Linked DNA regions of Gossypium hirsutum: region 2 is linked to region 1. A link is a contact called in public Hi-C data. All regions are on one chromosome and are shown on one strand. The core of a region is the stretch at or near the end of the contact, and the rest is flanking DNA. Distances in the headings are between cores, read along the strand shown.

What was found. Hi-C and Micro-C count contacts between places; a contact is called where the count stands out from the background.
Region 2: a contact with region 1 is called in a Hi-C map of leaf, with 2.1 times the contacts expected there. The contact joins the promoter of LOC107910055 here to the promoter of LOC107910046 in region 1. A contact is called at or near these places in 4 of 34 Hi-C or Micro-C datasets (callus, leaf and seedling).

The regions. Positions count from the first base shown.
Region 1 is chrD06:57,278,710-57,286,343 of Gossypium_hirsutum_v2.1, reverse strand. It overlaps LOC107910046 (serine/threonine protein phosphatase 2A 55 kDa regulatory subunit B alpha isoform), which reads left to right and starts at 4,438. Exons shown (of 3, transcript XR_001687448.2): 1 at 4,438-4,997; 2 at 5,285-5,376. It overlaps LOC107910048 (protein STRUBBELIG-RECEPTOR FAMILY 8), which reads right to left and starts at 2,021. Exons shown (of 16, transcript XM_016837788.2): 1 at 1,536-2,021; 2 at 1,118-1,250; 3 at 946-1,017; 4 at 775-840; 5 at 614-685; 6 at 441-512; 7 at 1-72. The coding sequence starts at 1,656.
Region 2 is chrD06:57,542,579-57,550,212 of Gossypium_hirsutum_v2.1, reverse strand. It overlaps LOC107910055 (pyrophosphate--fructose 6-phosphate 1-phosphotransferase subunit beta), which reads left to right and starts at 3,291. Exons shown (of 16, transcript XM_016837799.2): 1 at 3,291-3,612; 2 at 3,759-3,920; 3 at 4,029-4,150; 4 at 4,601-4,654; 5 at 4,737-4,843; 6 at 4,942-5,047; 7 at 5,175-5,238; 8 at 5,459-5,547; 9 at 6,004-6,135; 10 at 6,283-6,453; 11 at 6,554-6,669; 12 at 6,814-6,925; 13 at 7,058-7,142; 14 at 7,439-7,483; 1 more. The coding sequence starts at 3,423. LOC107910056 (ACT domain-containing protein ACR6) reads right to left here and starts at 645. Exons shown (of 7, transcript XR_005915012.1): 1 at 316-645.

The sequences.
Region 1 (7,634 bases), core at 3,189-5,688:
AGTGTAGAAAGATTGCTCAATGAGCTAAATGAAAGAGGAAGATCACCACTAAAGTTGTTGAAGGAAAGATCCCTGCATTAACAAGGTACCCAAACTACACCGGTTAGGAAAATATTCAAACAGACTATGAGAGACCTAAACAACGTTCCAAACAATTCGGAATCTATAATTGACATTACGAATTTTACAAAACCATCTAATCTCCGTACCACCATGAGAGACCTAAAGAAAAACATGGTATATGATCTTCAAAAGACAATCCGGGAAATATGTTAATTGCATGGCTTCAAAATCAGTTCAGTAATTATCCAAATACAACTGAAACAGAACTTTTAGTATTTGAACTGGACGAGCAATAAGTGGAATACTGAAGCAGCAAGGAACAACAACTTAGATCGCATAATTCTACATAAGAAATGTATATGGTTAAGTTCTCTTACAAAGTCCCGAGTCTGGCAAGATTAGCAAAATAGTCTCCAACAGAGAGGGAGAGCATATTATGGCTTACATTCCTGTAACCAAAGATTTAGAATTAGGGAATGAAAGAAAGTTTGGGTTCGGTTGTGTGATTAGTAAAATAAAACATCATGGCGTTCAAGATAATATCACTTACAAGTAAGTGAGAGTAATCATAGTAGAAATGGAATAAGGAAGATTCCCACTGAAGTTGTTACCAGCAAGATTCCTGCATGATCATATAATAAATAAGAATCTTAAAACCTAAGCAATTCCCCAAAAAATGAAAACAACAGAAAAATGAATCAGAGACATTACACGCTCGTAACATTCGGCGGCAACTGGTAGGGGATTGTATCATGAAGGTTGTTGTTACTCAAATCACTAACATAATACAAAGAAAAAAAAAAGAAATGAACTAATTAGATGATTAAAAAAGAGTTACTATCTCAAACGAATATCGGCATCAGAGCAACGGAATAAGCTTACAGTGTTTTCAAAGACATAAGATCAGAGAGCAAGTATCCCATGGTTCCAGAAAGTCCTAACCCAGAAATATCGCTGTTTTATCAACAATACATCAACCAAAAACATAAACCGATCAATCTACAAATTTCCAAAAGATAAATAGATATATCTGAAAATATATACAATCTCCTACAGAGAAACGACGGCTGAGCCCTCACAGGTAACCCCTTCCCATGATTCTCCACATGGATCACCACCATTAGTTTTCCAATTTGTTAACTTTGAAGGGCTGTTCAATGAAGTGTACATAACCTGAAGCGCTTGAACTGTCCACAAATAAGGAAAGAAAACAACTTAATAACAAATCCCCAGGTTCCAAACAGAACTAAAATCAAGGAATCAAAGCAATTAAAATTTCCCTTAATGAAACAACACAGCATAATAAAAGATCAAGGTCAAAGTTCATATCTTTACTAATCACATTTACATCTAAGCCAAAAAAGTCAAATATATATATAGACTTGCCAAGCTAATCAGATAACCAAATCACCAATGCCTTAAACAATTAAAAAAAAACCCAGAAAAGAATCAGAATGAGAAACGAGAAATACCATCGGAAGAATCAGTGACACATTGAGCTGGAGTGGAAGCAAAGATCAAACCGAGTACGACTAACTCATTGAGCAGCAAACGAGACATGGAAAGAGAAAAGGGTCTGTTACTGTAACCCATTGCTAGCTTCTTTTGTTTATAATTTTTGGGGTTGTTGTTTTAGTCTTGTAGTAATTGTTGTTGCAGTTGATATTGGAAGCTGTATAGAGGTGAGGATCAGTTGAGGTGGAGCACATGATAAAGAACCATGGACATTCAAAAGAAGCTGAAGAAGAAATACAAGGAAGAAGAAAGAGAAGAAAACGGGAAGAAGAAATAGTTGGGAGACATCGCCATTAAAGAAAAAGAAAGAAAAGAGAGATCCGAAGCTTGAGGGGGATGGTATTGGGTAGTAAATGAAGAGAGAGTGTCTGCGTGTGTGCGTGTGTGTGTGTGTGTGTGTGTGTGTGTGTGTGTTTATTACATGTGAAGAGTGTTTCGCGTTGTGGGTGTCGGTCAAATTTGAAAAAAAAAAGAAAAGAGAGAGAGTCGGTAGTGAAAATGTTGTAAGAAAAAACAAGAGTTGTAAAGTAGAATAGAAAAAACAGGGAAAAGGGGTTTGGTTGAGACATGGTATGGAAGCAAGGTATTGACAATTTAGCACTTGTTTGCTCAGGTTCCTCTCACTGTCACATTCGAGTTTCGATCCTCTTTCTTTTCTCTTCATTGTATTGTTCTTGCCCTTTCGCTTTCACGTTTCACTGTGTTGGAATTTGGAATTAGCTAAACTGAGAGAGATGAGAGATCCTCGGCTCTTCTTTTTCCCCTTTGCTGGTAAACTAAAATTTTAATTTAGTCAGTATATTATCTAAATTCGTTTCCCAATCACTGTATGGAAATATTTGTTTCTCACTGCAACAAGAGGTGAAGTAATATACCTTATGTTGAAATTTAAGATAAATTTATATTTTAAGTTAAATATAATACTGAAATGATTTAAATTGAAATATTAATTTTGCGGGTAAAAATACAATTTTCCATTTAAAAGGATAAAAATTTTAAAGAAAAAATGAAATTAAAATAAAATACAATTAACCACGTTGATCATTAAAATAAATTGACACATCAATCAAATAATAACACATGACAGCTTTTGATTTAATCTAATATTTTCTCATAAGAAATTAGAAAATAAAAATATTAAGATTGATATAATCTTATTAAAATTATAAAAAAAACTATAAAATTAATAAAACATACTAGATTTCTTAAAAAATAATAAGAAATTGTAAAAAATATAAAAAATATATTTAAAATATTAAAATGGATATAAATTTATAAAAAAAATTTATACAAATTTATAAAAACTTTAACAGGATTGATTAGCCCAAAATCAACAAGGGTACTAGTCCTGGGAAAGTCATTAGACCGGGTGACCTGAGAACCGGGCAGTTGAACCGATTTTTTTATTTTTTTAATATTCTTATCAAACCAAAATTCAATTATCTAACTATTAGCATATGTCATAATGAAATATTCAAACCGAGATTTTCAAAACTGGACAAGTAGTCGAACCGATCAGACTATCAGTTTACTAGTTCGACTTATCCGTCTAGTTCAATTAAATAAAACATTAAAAATAAAAAATTATTTAAAAAAATCGACTCAACCATTCTAGGTCAACTTATCTAATGGTTTTCTCCAAACCAGTTCCCTTGTCGATTTCGGTTTAATTGATCCAATCAACTAATTCGATCAAGTTCAAGTATTTATGAATTTTTTATAAGTTTATTTTAATTGTAATACTTTTATGATTTTTATAGAATTTAATATGTTTTTATAAAATTCTAAATATGTTTTATTAATTTTATGAAAAATTATAAATTATTATATTTTTAATATTTTTTATAGTATTTATATTTTTTATAAGTTGATATCAATTTTCATATTTTTAATATTTAATAGTTTTTTTTATAATTTTAAGATTTTTTAATTATTTTGATGAAAAAAAATTAGATTAAATCAGAAGCTGTCACATGTACCACCATCTGATTGATCCGTCAATTTATTTTAACGGTCAATGCGATCAATGATGAAAACCGTTAATTGAAGAACTTAATTATTTATTTTAATTATCAATAAAAAAATTAATTAGATATGAATTTAATACAAGAATTTAATTAATTTTTTTACATTTTGGTATAATGAAGGGACCAAGATTTTTGGTTCGAATGAACATTGAGGCCCTTTGCGAGCATATAATTCGCATTTTATCAAATTTCATGGTCAAAACCAAACCAACATGCAATATGTTATTGGCTTTAATTCATTTGGCCATGTAACAAAAACGACGTAAATACTTATATTTCAAGATTTAATGTAAAAGTCATAATTGTATTTAGGAGGTAAAATCTGAATCCACTTTTTCTTTTATAATATTTCATTGATGTAAATATAATACAATAAACCCTAAATTCTTTGGACTTATGTATATTATCATTCTACTTTAATATATAATGTATTTGTTGTATTAAAAAAATTAAATTGAGAGTGTGTCAATATCCATAACAATGATCATGATTTTCAAAATTACACATTTTCAACTGAGCGAGACATGATCGACATTACCTTCTTAAAAAAAGATACGAAAATCATGAAAAACAAAACAAAAGGAGGCATATTGGGAGTGGTTTTGATATTGAAACCAGCTATGTGAATAGTGTGTGGGGAAGGGCAACAAGGACCATACCAGAGCCTGCCTGCCTGCCGGCCCAGTTGATTTCGTCGGAATATCTGAAAAGGACTAAAATCTCCCAATCAATCAAACTTACCCTTTATTGTCTTTTTCTTTTTGACTTTTGAATAACTTTATAGCGGGTGGTGATGATTAAAAGCAACCTCCAGCTATTTAGATTTTGTTTTCCAAACAAAATGAATGAATCATTAACCTAACAAAAGTTGCATAATTTTGAGAAAAACAAAAGCAAAGTGATTATTTATAATACTAATAAAATTAGTGTGCACTGAATTATAGATAGAGTAGAAATATGTATTAAAATCTTTAGTCTATCACATTGGTCGGAATGGGCTTCACCACTCTCATCTCGCTCAATTATGATTTTGCCGATTAAGGCTTCGTTCTTTATTGCATCTGAGATAGGCTTTTACATGTAAAAGCACTTTTCTCTAAAAAGCAATAAAGAACGAACTTCATCTCTTGCAAATTTCCAGTGTTTTTGAAGTACTTTTGGGCAGATGAAAAAGGAGATTTTTTTAGCTTTTTCAGCCAATAAGTGCTTTTGGGCTGGTCTTTTACTTTTTTAGCCACACAACACACAAACAACGCTGGTTATTTGTTTTCATCCAAAATGCAGTTTGCTTCCATCTCTTTTCATTGTTGTTTCTTTGTTCCTCTGCCAATTCTTTGTTCCTCTTCTCCACTGAAGAAGTCTCTGGTTCTTTGTTCCTCTTCTCCACCACCGGTAAGTTTATCTTTTTCTTCTCTGTATATTTTTGTTTGTCTTTATTATGGGATTGATTTTTATCATTATTTCTTCTGTATATTTTCTCCTCTTCTCCACCACTGGTGCTTCTCTTTGGAGGATTTTCTTCTCCCATTCAAAACCCACATTCAGGAGACCATCCTCTCTCTTTCTCTGGCAGGAGGAGAGTGTTAGGATTTTGTTTTTGAGTAATCATGAACATTTCTTTTGTTGTCTAAATGCATCTTGATCACTCTGCACTAACTTTTAATCTTCACTATATCTAGGTAACAAGTCAGGAGACCAACCTAGTGGCTAGATGTCGACGAGTATACGGCCATGCTCATGATTATCACATCAATTCTATTTCAAATAACAGGTAGCTAGTGGGTTTTGTTTTTATTGCAATTTTGTGGTGTTTTGGCTCCGTATTTTAGTATTATCTGAAAATCAATTGAAGAGGAAGTATTCTTTTTCTGGGATAATATGTAGTAGAATCACACATCTTACATTTTTCTTCTCTGATGGAAAAATAAGTCTTCATTAGCTTAGTCTCTTGAATTCCCTCACCAAGATTTCTAGCCTAATATTTTGCTTAACCTTTATTGCATCTTTGTTCTTTATTATTATTAGTGTGTTTTTTTTGGCAGCATCATTATGAGATGCCTCTTGAGAAACTGATGCCATCTGGTTTAGATTCTAGATTGGAGTGTAGATTTAAACTGTTATTGATTGCGCTTCTAGGCTCTCTTCCCCCCCTTCCCATTCAAAGTTTGCATTCTGGAGAAGGCATATGATTCTCTAATTGTAATGGTAAAGGATGATTGTTTCTTTAAATAATGATACAACGAATCATGGTTCCTTCCTAATAACTTTCTGTTGCTGAACTTGTGTTGTCATGTCCGAACTTGTGTTGTAATTCTTTCAGAATTAGTGTTCCTTTTTTCTGTTATGCCGCTTTTGCTTTACTGATTTGCTCTGCTTTGTGTCTCTGTTGCTTTGCTCTGCTTTGCTTTAGCGATTACTAGATCCCCACCAATCAGTTAGTGCATGTGTTTAATATGTCCTAAACAGGCATATAATGCAGAGGTAGCTGTAACACCCCTTACCCGTATTCGACACCGAAATAGGGTATGAGGCATTACCGGAGTTTACTAATTAATTTTCAGACATTCCATTTTTATCTAACATTCATATTCATAACCAATTTAACTTATACACACCATTATAACAAGAATCAAATCATCCAAAATTACCGATAGAACAAATGGATACTGTGATATATCTCCAACAAGCTTCCAACTCAATTGAGCTTCCGATAATCATTTAAATGCATCAAATAATTATACATATTACCAATAATAAAACACACATATATATAATATTCATTACCAAATAGCATTCACTTCAATTAAAATTATATAGAATATAGCTCATACGAGCTCACTAGACTAAATTGCAGAAATACCAAAATTTAGGGATATTTTGGAAATTTTCTATTTTTCTCAAATTTCCACCCAATATTGTTCTAAATTTCATTCAATTTTGTAATTTAGATAAATAACCAATCCATTTCATGCAATTTGGTCACTTTTTGACGTTTTTACAAATTTACTCTTAAAGTTTCACATTTGTTCAATTTAGTCCATGAACCTAAAACATGTAAATTGGTCATTTTTAATGAAAACTCATGCTAGTTAAATAATCATATATTTTCCCCCTCCTCCTCTCTATTCCACATCCTTAATGTATATAACATGCTTATAGGTAACATTATCTATAATTTCACCATTTACTTATATATATTCATTCAAAGTTGTCCACTTGAGTCGTAGTCACTAAATTATTTATATCTTGAGATACAGAACTCCAAATTAAGATCTGTGAATTTTATCTGAAACTAGACTCACATATGTTCTTACCATAAAATTTTCAGAATTTTTGGTTTATCCAATAAGTACAGTTTATTCTTTAAAGTCATCACTATTCTGCTGTCTAACAGTTCCGACCCTTCTTCACTAAAAATTAATTATCTCATCGTACAGAATTCTAATGATGTTTCCGTTTGTTTCTATTGAAAATAGACTCATTAAGGATTTAAACATATAAATTTAAGCCTCTAATTATTTTTATCTAATTTTTTATGATTTTCCAAAGTCAGTACAGGGGAACCCGAAATCATTCTGACCTTATCTCACAAAACCTACTATATCTCATAATTTACAATTCCATTGCTTACACCGTTTCTTCTATGAGAAACTAGACCCAATAAGATTTAATTTAATATTTTTTTCATCCTCTAATTAAATTTATACGATTTTTGGTAGATTTTCAAAGTCAGACTACTGCTGCTGTCTCGAAACTGTTTTAGTGTAAAATGTTGATAACTAAATTTATAACACTTTCCTTTCCTTTCTCTTCAACATTTTCCATCACTTTCTCTTATTTTCCTTTTTTTAGCATAACAAGAATATAGAACCTTATATAATGAAACTCTACCTTAACATTAATTTCCTACTTTTTCAATAATATCAAACTCAAAAGTATATAAAAATCTTGATGTTCTTACCTTATGCCATTGATTTCAATCTTTAACTTGATTTTCTCCCTCCTCCAGCTTCTATTTCTTGAATCTAA
Region 2 (7,634 bases), core at 2,042-4,541, 270 kb before region 1:
CCCGCGCCTGGGCCTGGGCAGCGAGAAGTTAAGGTAATTCATAGTCCCTTACCTGGCATATGGAATTTGTTGATCAGGATATTATGGGATATTTTATGCTATCGAAAAAAGAAAAATGATGAAGAACTAAAAGTGGATAACTGTTGCTTCTTAGAGATCTAACTAAAACGATTCTAGCATCTCTTTCTAGGCTTTTATTTTTGGAACACATGTTGATTTCCTCTTCCTGCATGTTATAAACTAAAACAACAAACTCATGCAGACCATGACCGTAGCTGCAGTTTGAGAGCAAAAGAGAGTTAGAAACCAGTTTACCTTTCAGTTGCAGTAGCTTGGAAACCCACCAACTGAGAGCAAGCGAAAGAGTGACAGAGAGAAAAAGAAAAGAAAAGGTTGAGAAGGACAAGCATAAATTGTCTTGTAAAGAAAAAGAAAAGAAAAGGTTGAGAGACAGAGGGAGCAAATCGGTAGAAACCCCAAGCTAGAAGGAAGGAACAGAAGACGGAAAGGGGTCGATCGGGAGGATAAAACAGGGTATAAAACTGAAGCAGCACCTAAACTGAGCAAAAGGAAGAGATTAGAAATCGGTGGATTTTTGGGATTAGGTATGTAATGTAATAGACCCGTATTAGCAATACACTGAACCAAACAAAGGATTAAAGGGGAATTAACAAAGGATTAAAGGGGAATTAAGTGAGGCCCACGAAATAGAGGTGTAATGGCTATGCTAATACACCCAACCAAACATGGCCCACGAAAAAATGTTTAAAGGTGTTAAAAAATCCTAAAACTTAAAAAAAAAAACTAATTAAGTCCCTCTCTTTTTTTTTTCCACTTAATTGAGCATTTGAACTTTCAAAATATATCAAAAAGGTCCTCAAACTTCTTCAAAAAAAAATTAAGCTCTTGCTTTTTTTCACTCAATTGAGTACTTAAACTTTTAAAATGCATCAAAAAGACCCTCAAAATTTTAAAACAAGCAATTAATCCCCTGCTCTTATTAATAATTAGAAAAAAAATTATAAAATAATAAAATAATAATCAATTTTAGAAAAATTATTAAATTTTAATAAAAATATAAAAAATTACAATTTATTAAAAATTACAATTTTTTATAAAAATCATAAAAAATAAAAAATTGAAAATTTTTATAAAAATCATAAAAAAATTAATGACCCCTAATTTTTTTCAATTAAAGTCATCACATGGTGCAACACAGTGTGACATGTATGAAAGATGATAAAAAAGAAGAAGTAAAAATCAATAAAAGTTATAGAAAAATTATAAAATGCTTCTTTTTGTACAATAAATTTTTTTATAAATTTTTTCACGAAATTTATATTTCTTTACATTATATATATAATTTTTACGACTTTATAAAATTTTATAATTTTTTTATATTTCTATATGTTTTATAATTTTTTTTATGATTTTTATATTTTTTTTCTAATTTTTAATATTTGAATTTTTTAATTAAAATTTAATAATATTGATTTAAATTTTTATAATTTTTAATAAAAGCAGGGTCTTAATTGTACTTTTTGAAAAAGTTTAAGAGTCTTTTTAATACATTTTGAAAGTTCAAGTACCCAATTAAGTAAAAAATAAGTAGGGGCTTAATTGTTTTTCTGGAAAAGGTTTGAAGGCCTTTTTTAATACATTTTGAAAGTTTAAGTACCCAAATGAGTAAAAAAAACAAAAACTCAATTACTTTTTTAAAAAAAGTGTGAGGGCTTTTTGCGAAAAACAAAAATCTTGCAAGTGTGTAGAAGATGAAAGCACCTGGTAATGACAGAAAGGTGGAGCAATATGTTATTCTTTGAGTTAGAGGGTGTAGCCCTACGCCCTATACGTAAAACTTTTCAGATTTGAGCACTTGGGGACATTTCTGGTTCCAATTTGTCACTAAAAATACTATCATTTAGGTTTGATTTAGTAAATCATTCGATCTTGCGTGCACTGAGATTGCTTTGCTAATCATATTTTATGGTTAAATGGGGATAGCAGACACCTTAAGCAGAAAAAGCCACATCCTTTTAGGTGGAGATGGGCATAGCAGTGGGGTTTGGGGACTCCAATTTGCACTTTCTTTTGGTTTTAGATCACACCCTCCTAACCCAATACCGAACTCAACAATTACAGGTAAGACCCAATCTGTTGGGCCGGACTCCATTTCGTATTTGTAGATATTTTAGGATGATTCCAGTGAATATTTATGAACAAGCAAACACTTGTATAATGAAATATGAGAAAATTTGAAGCAAAACAAAACACACACACAAAAAAAAAAAAAATTGAAAAAGGAATATGAGAATATGCTTTCCCATTTCCCACCTAACCAAAAAAGTTAGGTTATTCGAGGCTACACTCCATCTCCATATCATAGTTCTAGTATTCATATCTTCATGGTATATTTTTAAAGATTCTTTTTACTATAATTAACTTAGAGGGTGTAAAAATTAAAATAATTTTATATATTTCTATAATTATTTATAGGATTAATATTTTAATGATTTATTAATATAATTATATTTATCATGTATGTAAATTTTTTGAATTGACCCGATATTTTTATCATATCGATCTAAAATGCTCTATATATTAATATACATTCAACGATTGAATTTGTTTTACATAAAGCAAATACATCAAATTTGACATGTATAATCTATATAAATAGACCATGAAATATCAGAATTGAATCGTTAAAATATTAATCATATAAATAATTACAAAAGTATGTAAAACAAATGGGTGGTTCTCTCTCGTATATAAACTTTTTTCTGTAATGAGTTTTAATATTTTTCGTGTTTTGATTAGAGATGATAATAGGTAACGGATATTCAATATTTGCAAATATCATATTTATTTTAGATATTTTAATTACTATTCACATTGCATATATTAATAATTAAATATTCATTATTTATTAATGAATAATCAAATTGACTTTGCTCAGTAAAAAATAGATTTAAATATTTGAATGCAGGCAGAAAATTGGAAAATTTGAGGATGGTTTAATTAAATTTTCACATATTTAATTTATTATATATTACTTAAATTATTTAACATATGGGTCATCGTATTACTCATGTTTATCGTGCCTCTGCCTCCTTTCTGCTATGATTTCATCCGTTACTGGATCCTGAAAGTATTTGATTCTTTGTCGTTTCGCTGGTAAATTCCTAAAATACCACCGATTTCAATGGGCAAACAGATACCTTTTCAGGGGCGGAGTCTCCCAAGAGCCCAAATATGTAACCTGAAATGACACTACTACCCTTCTTTTTTGACTTAAAAGCGACTCAGGACAAATCTGATAGATCCACGCCACGCTTGAATCACTACTCACTAGTCGACTCGCAACTGATAGGACTGAGTTAGGTATAACCACCAAAAAAAATTTACTAAGTAAAAAAGAGATGGCTCCCTCTTTTGTAACTAACGGCGGTGTGGCCGCCGTTAAAACGACTCCGTTCGCAGGACGTCTCGCCTCCGTTTACAGCGAGGTCCAAACGAGTCGTATCGACCACGCTCTTCCTGTACCTTCTGTTCTCAGAAGCCCCTTCAAAATTGTCGATGGTCCCGCTAGTTCCGCCGCCGGCAACCCTGGTTCTTCTCTCTTCACTTCTTTATTCATCTTTTTCATTTTCGATCTAGTTTCTTTTTTTCTTTTTGTAATTTATCTGCATAATCATGCAAGTAAAACAATAGTATATAGCTCAGTTCACTGAACTGGCAGATTTGTTTCTTGGCAGATGAGATCGCAAAGCTGTTTCCGAATATGTTCGGGCAACCCTCGTCTATGCTGGTGCCGAACGGAGTAGACAATATTGGATCTGATCAGAAGCTAAAGATCGGCGTCGTTTTGTCTGGAGGGCAGGCACCTGGAGGTCACAATGTGATTTGCGGAATTTTCGGTTAGTCTTTTTTTTCTCAATTACATCGTTTAAATAACATTGCATGTTACTTTAGAATTACGATACTTGTGCTAATGGAAATAAAATTTTTTCCCTTTGGAATGAAAGATTACTTGCAGGAGCGTGCTCCAGGTAGCACTTTGTATGGTTTTAAGGGTGGTCCTGCTGGGATCATGAAGGGAAAATACGTAGAATTGACTGCAGATTATATTTACCCTTACAGAAATCAGGTATTATTTGCTAGTATTTACAGAAATGTTAGTGTCAGGAAGCAAAAGAAAATAGTAACCAAATGAAGCCTTAAGATCCTTTTTGAATTTTAGCAGCGCGTGCTTAAATATTAATAGTGTTTGGTAGTAACTATGGCTTTTGGGAATTTTGATGATTTTGAAATTTCTACATTATTATCATGTGAAAAGTTGGTGCGAGTATATGATAAAGTAGCTTCTGCTTAATGTTCCTCTTGTTGGTAAGAACAATTTAAACAGTGTGAAAGAGAAGCATGGCAGTGTTTCATGCCACCTGCATTATAGGCTGTGTTATTTCCATATTAGTAAGGTTTTGTTGTCTGTTAACTATGCATATTATTATTAATTTTAACTTTGCGTCTATACATTACAACATATGCACTGACCGGTAAAGCAAAGATCCTAACAATTGTGTTTACTTATTCTAACCAGGGTGGCTTTGATATGATCTGTAGTGGGAGAGACAAGATTGAAACTCCTGAGCAGGTAAGGTTACATCTGTATTTCATTCTACTTATTGAGTTTTTATCAACTAATAATTGCTGAATAAAGTTGGTACGATTTTCAGTTCAAGCAAGCTGAAGAAACAGCAGCAAAGCTTGATCTGGATGGGCTTGTTGTTATTGGTGGGGATGACTCAAACACAAATGCTTGCCTTCTTGCTGAAAACTTCAGGTACAGTCAGAGAAATTTTGTATTGTTGATATATATTGTTGCTGATGGAAAGTATGTATACCATATTACTTTACTTGCTTCTTCAATTTGCCAATTAGGAGTAAAAATCTGAAAACTCGAGTGATTGGATGCCCAAAAACCATCGATGGTGATTTGAAATGCAAAGAGGTTCCTACAAGTTTTGGGTTTGATACTGCTTGCAAAGTAAGGCTTCTGCGTTCACATTTTATAGGTCTTTATTTTAACATTTGTGCAAGTATTTATTATACACCCTTTTGTTGTATATGCCACTGCGTTAGATATATACTCATGTTTGCTTATCTTCTTATAGATATATGCTGAAATGATTGGGAATGTCATGATAGATGCACGATCAACTGGAAAATATTATCATTGTGAGTGCTTAAAGCTTTCAAATTTCATGAACCTTTTGAAAGGGTTCATACCTATGTTCATGAATGATTGACTACTTTTTTAATCAGTGTTCATTTATACCACTAAAACACGTGTCTGTTTACCTTTCAAATTAGATTAGGATTGAAATGACCTCTCTGCCCCTTGCTCTACTGTTGTTATTTATGTTGGTAACAATGTTCAATTCATCTGTCTCTGTAGTTGTACGGCTCATGGGACGTGCAGCTTCACACATTACTTTGGAGTGTGCTTTGCAGACTCATCCTAACATTACTATTATTGGAGAAGAGGTATTTTATAGATCATTCATCCTAGACCACTCTTATTGGAGAAGAGATATTCTATAAACCATTCTTATGTATCTGACAGTTTTTGGTACTTGTAAGCAATAAGTTTGAAGAAGGTTTATGTTTTGATTGTTTTAGGACATTCTTTTTGTATATTATCAAGTATGCTCTTTATTTGTGTGTTAAGTTTTAGGTTTTCTAATGATTACTTGAAGATAAAATGGTTGGTAATAGTTTATACGGGCTATGTTGCTTTCCAACTCTTCATTTTTCTTAAGTACATGTAGCCAATACATATTTGGATATGGGTACGAGGGTAATTCTTCAAAAATATATGAAAACTTGAAAAAAATATCGGCATATATCCAACATCAGCACAACACCAAAGTAACAGGCTCTGTAGATGCTTTATAAAAGCTTTCTGTACAGATTCAAAGGTATTCAGATTACATGTTGCAGGTTGCTGCCAAGAAGCTGACCCTTAAAAACGTAACAGACTACATGGTTGATGTCATTTGCAAACGTGCTGAACTTGGTTATAACTATGGAGTTATTCTCATTCCTGAAGGTCTTATTGACTTCATTCCTGAGGTACTGTTGGTCATCAGCTGGTCTCTTTTGTCAGATTGAATAGATTGTTCTCACAAAGGTTTTGTAGTTAGGAAATCTATTGCTTTGCTATTCACAAACATCTGTGTGTACTACTTGACTGAGATGTATGCTTTTGTGTACTTCCAGGTCCAGCAGCTTATTGCTGAACTTAATGAAATTCTGGCACATGATGTTGTTGATGAAAATGGCCTATGGAAAAAGAAACTTACCGATCAATCTCTGAAGCTTTTTGAGTTCTTACCTCAAGCAATTCAAGAACAATTGATGCTTGAAAGGGATCCCCATGGAAATGTTCAGGTATTTACTTTGCAAGGATGTTCCTCTGCTTGTCTTTGTTGCTGTAGTTTTTTGTGGCTTCCAAATTCACAATGTTTATTTCTGTTATATATGCTATTAGGTTGCCAAAATAGAAACAGAGAAAATGCTCATTCAAATGGTTGAAACCGAATTGGAAAAGAGGAAGCAGGAAGGTTCTTATAAAGCCAATTTTAAAGGACAGTCACACTTCTTCGGGTACTAATCATGTTAAGAAATGTCGTTTTTTTGTAGGTTTAAGCCTTAGTGCTGAGTGACTAGACCAATAAAGTGTATTCTTGTGGAATCAATTACTTGTTTCATGTTGGTGACATCTTTCCTTATCTGATTTATAATTTGCAGATATGAAGGTAGGTGTGGTTTGCCTACTAACTTTGATGCATCATACTGCTATGCTTTGGGCTATGGTGCTGGTGCTCTCCTCCACAGTGGAAAAACCGGATTGATATCATCAGTTTGTTTTGATCCCTTTTTCTGTCTTCTTGCACCTTCCTATCCTTTTCCTTTTGGGTTATATTGATATTCAATTGCCCTTTTAAATTTAATGCACTAATTGTTTTGTTTTTTCATATTGTAATGTCCACAGGTAGGAAATTTGTGTGCCCCAGTTGAAGAATGGACTGTTGGAGGGACTGCCCTTACATCAATGATGGATGTGGAGAGGAGGCATGGTATTGTTAACTCTTCAGCCTATCACATCAATTGACTTTGTCTTATAGAACTTCCATTTCTTATTTCCTTTGTTATTTTATGCTGGTGAAGAAACTCTTTGAGTGCACTTGACTTCCTCATCATGTATTTAGTGGCATCTGCATGGCTGCTTTGAATGTGTAAAATGTAATTTAGAACAAAAACATCAACCACATTATAGTAATGAAATTATCTTCACCTTCTCGTATGCATGTTTCTTTCTTTACATTTCTTGTCAGTAATTCTAGTACTTCATTAACTTTGAAATGTTTTGCAGGTAAATTCAAGCCTGTTATCAAGAAGGCAATGGTAGAATTGGATGGTATGATTCAGCACATTTGTTGTTTTGCAAATTTTGTGTATTAAATGCTATTCTAGATCATGATGCCATGATTTATTTGTTGTGATGATTATGCAGGTGCACCATTCAAGAAATTTGCTTCCTTGCGGGAGGAGTGGGCCAGTAAAAACTG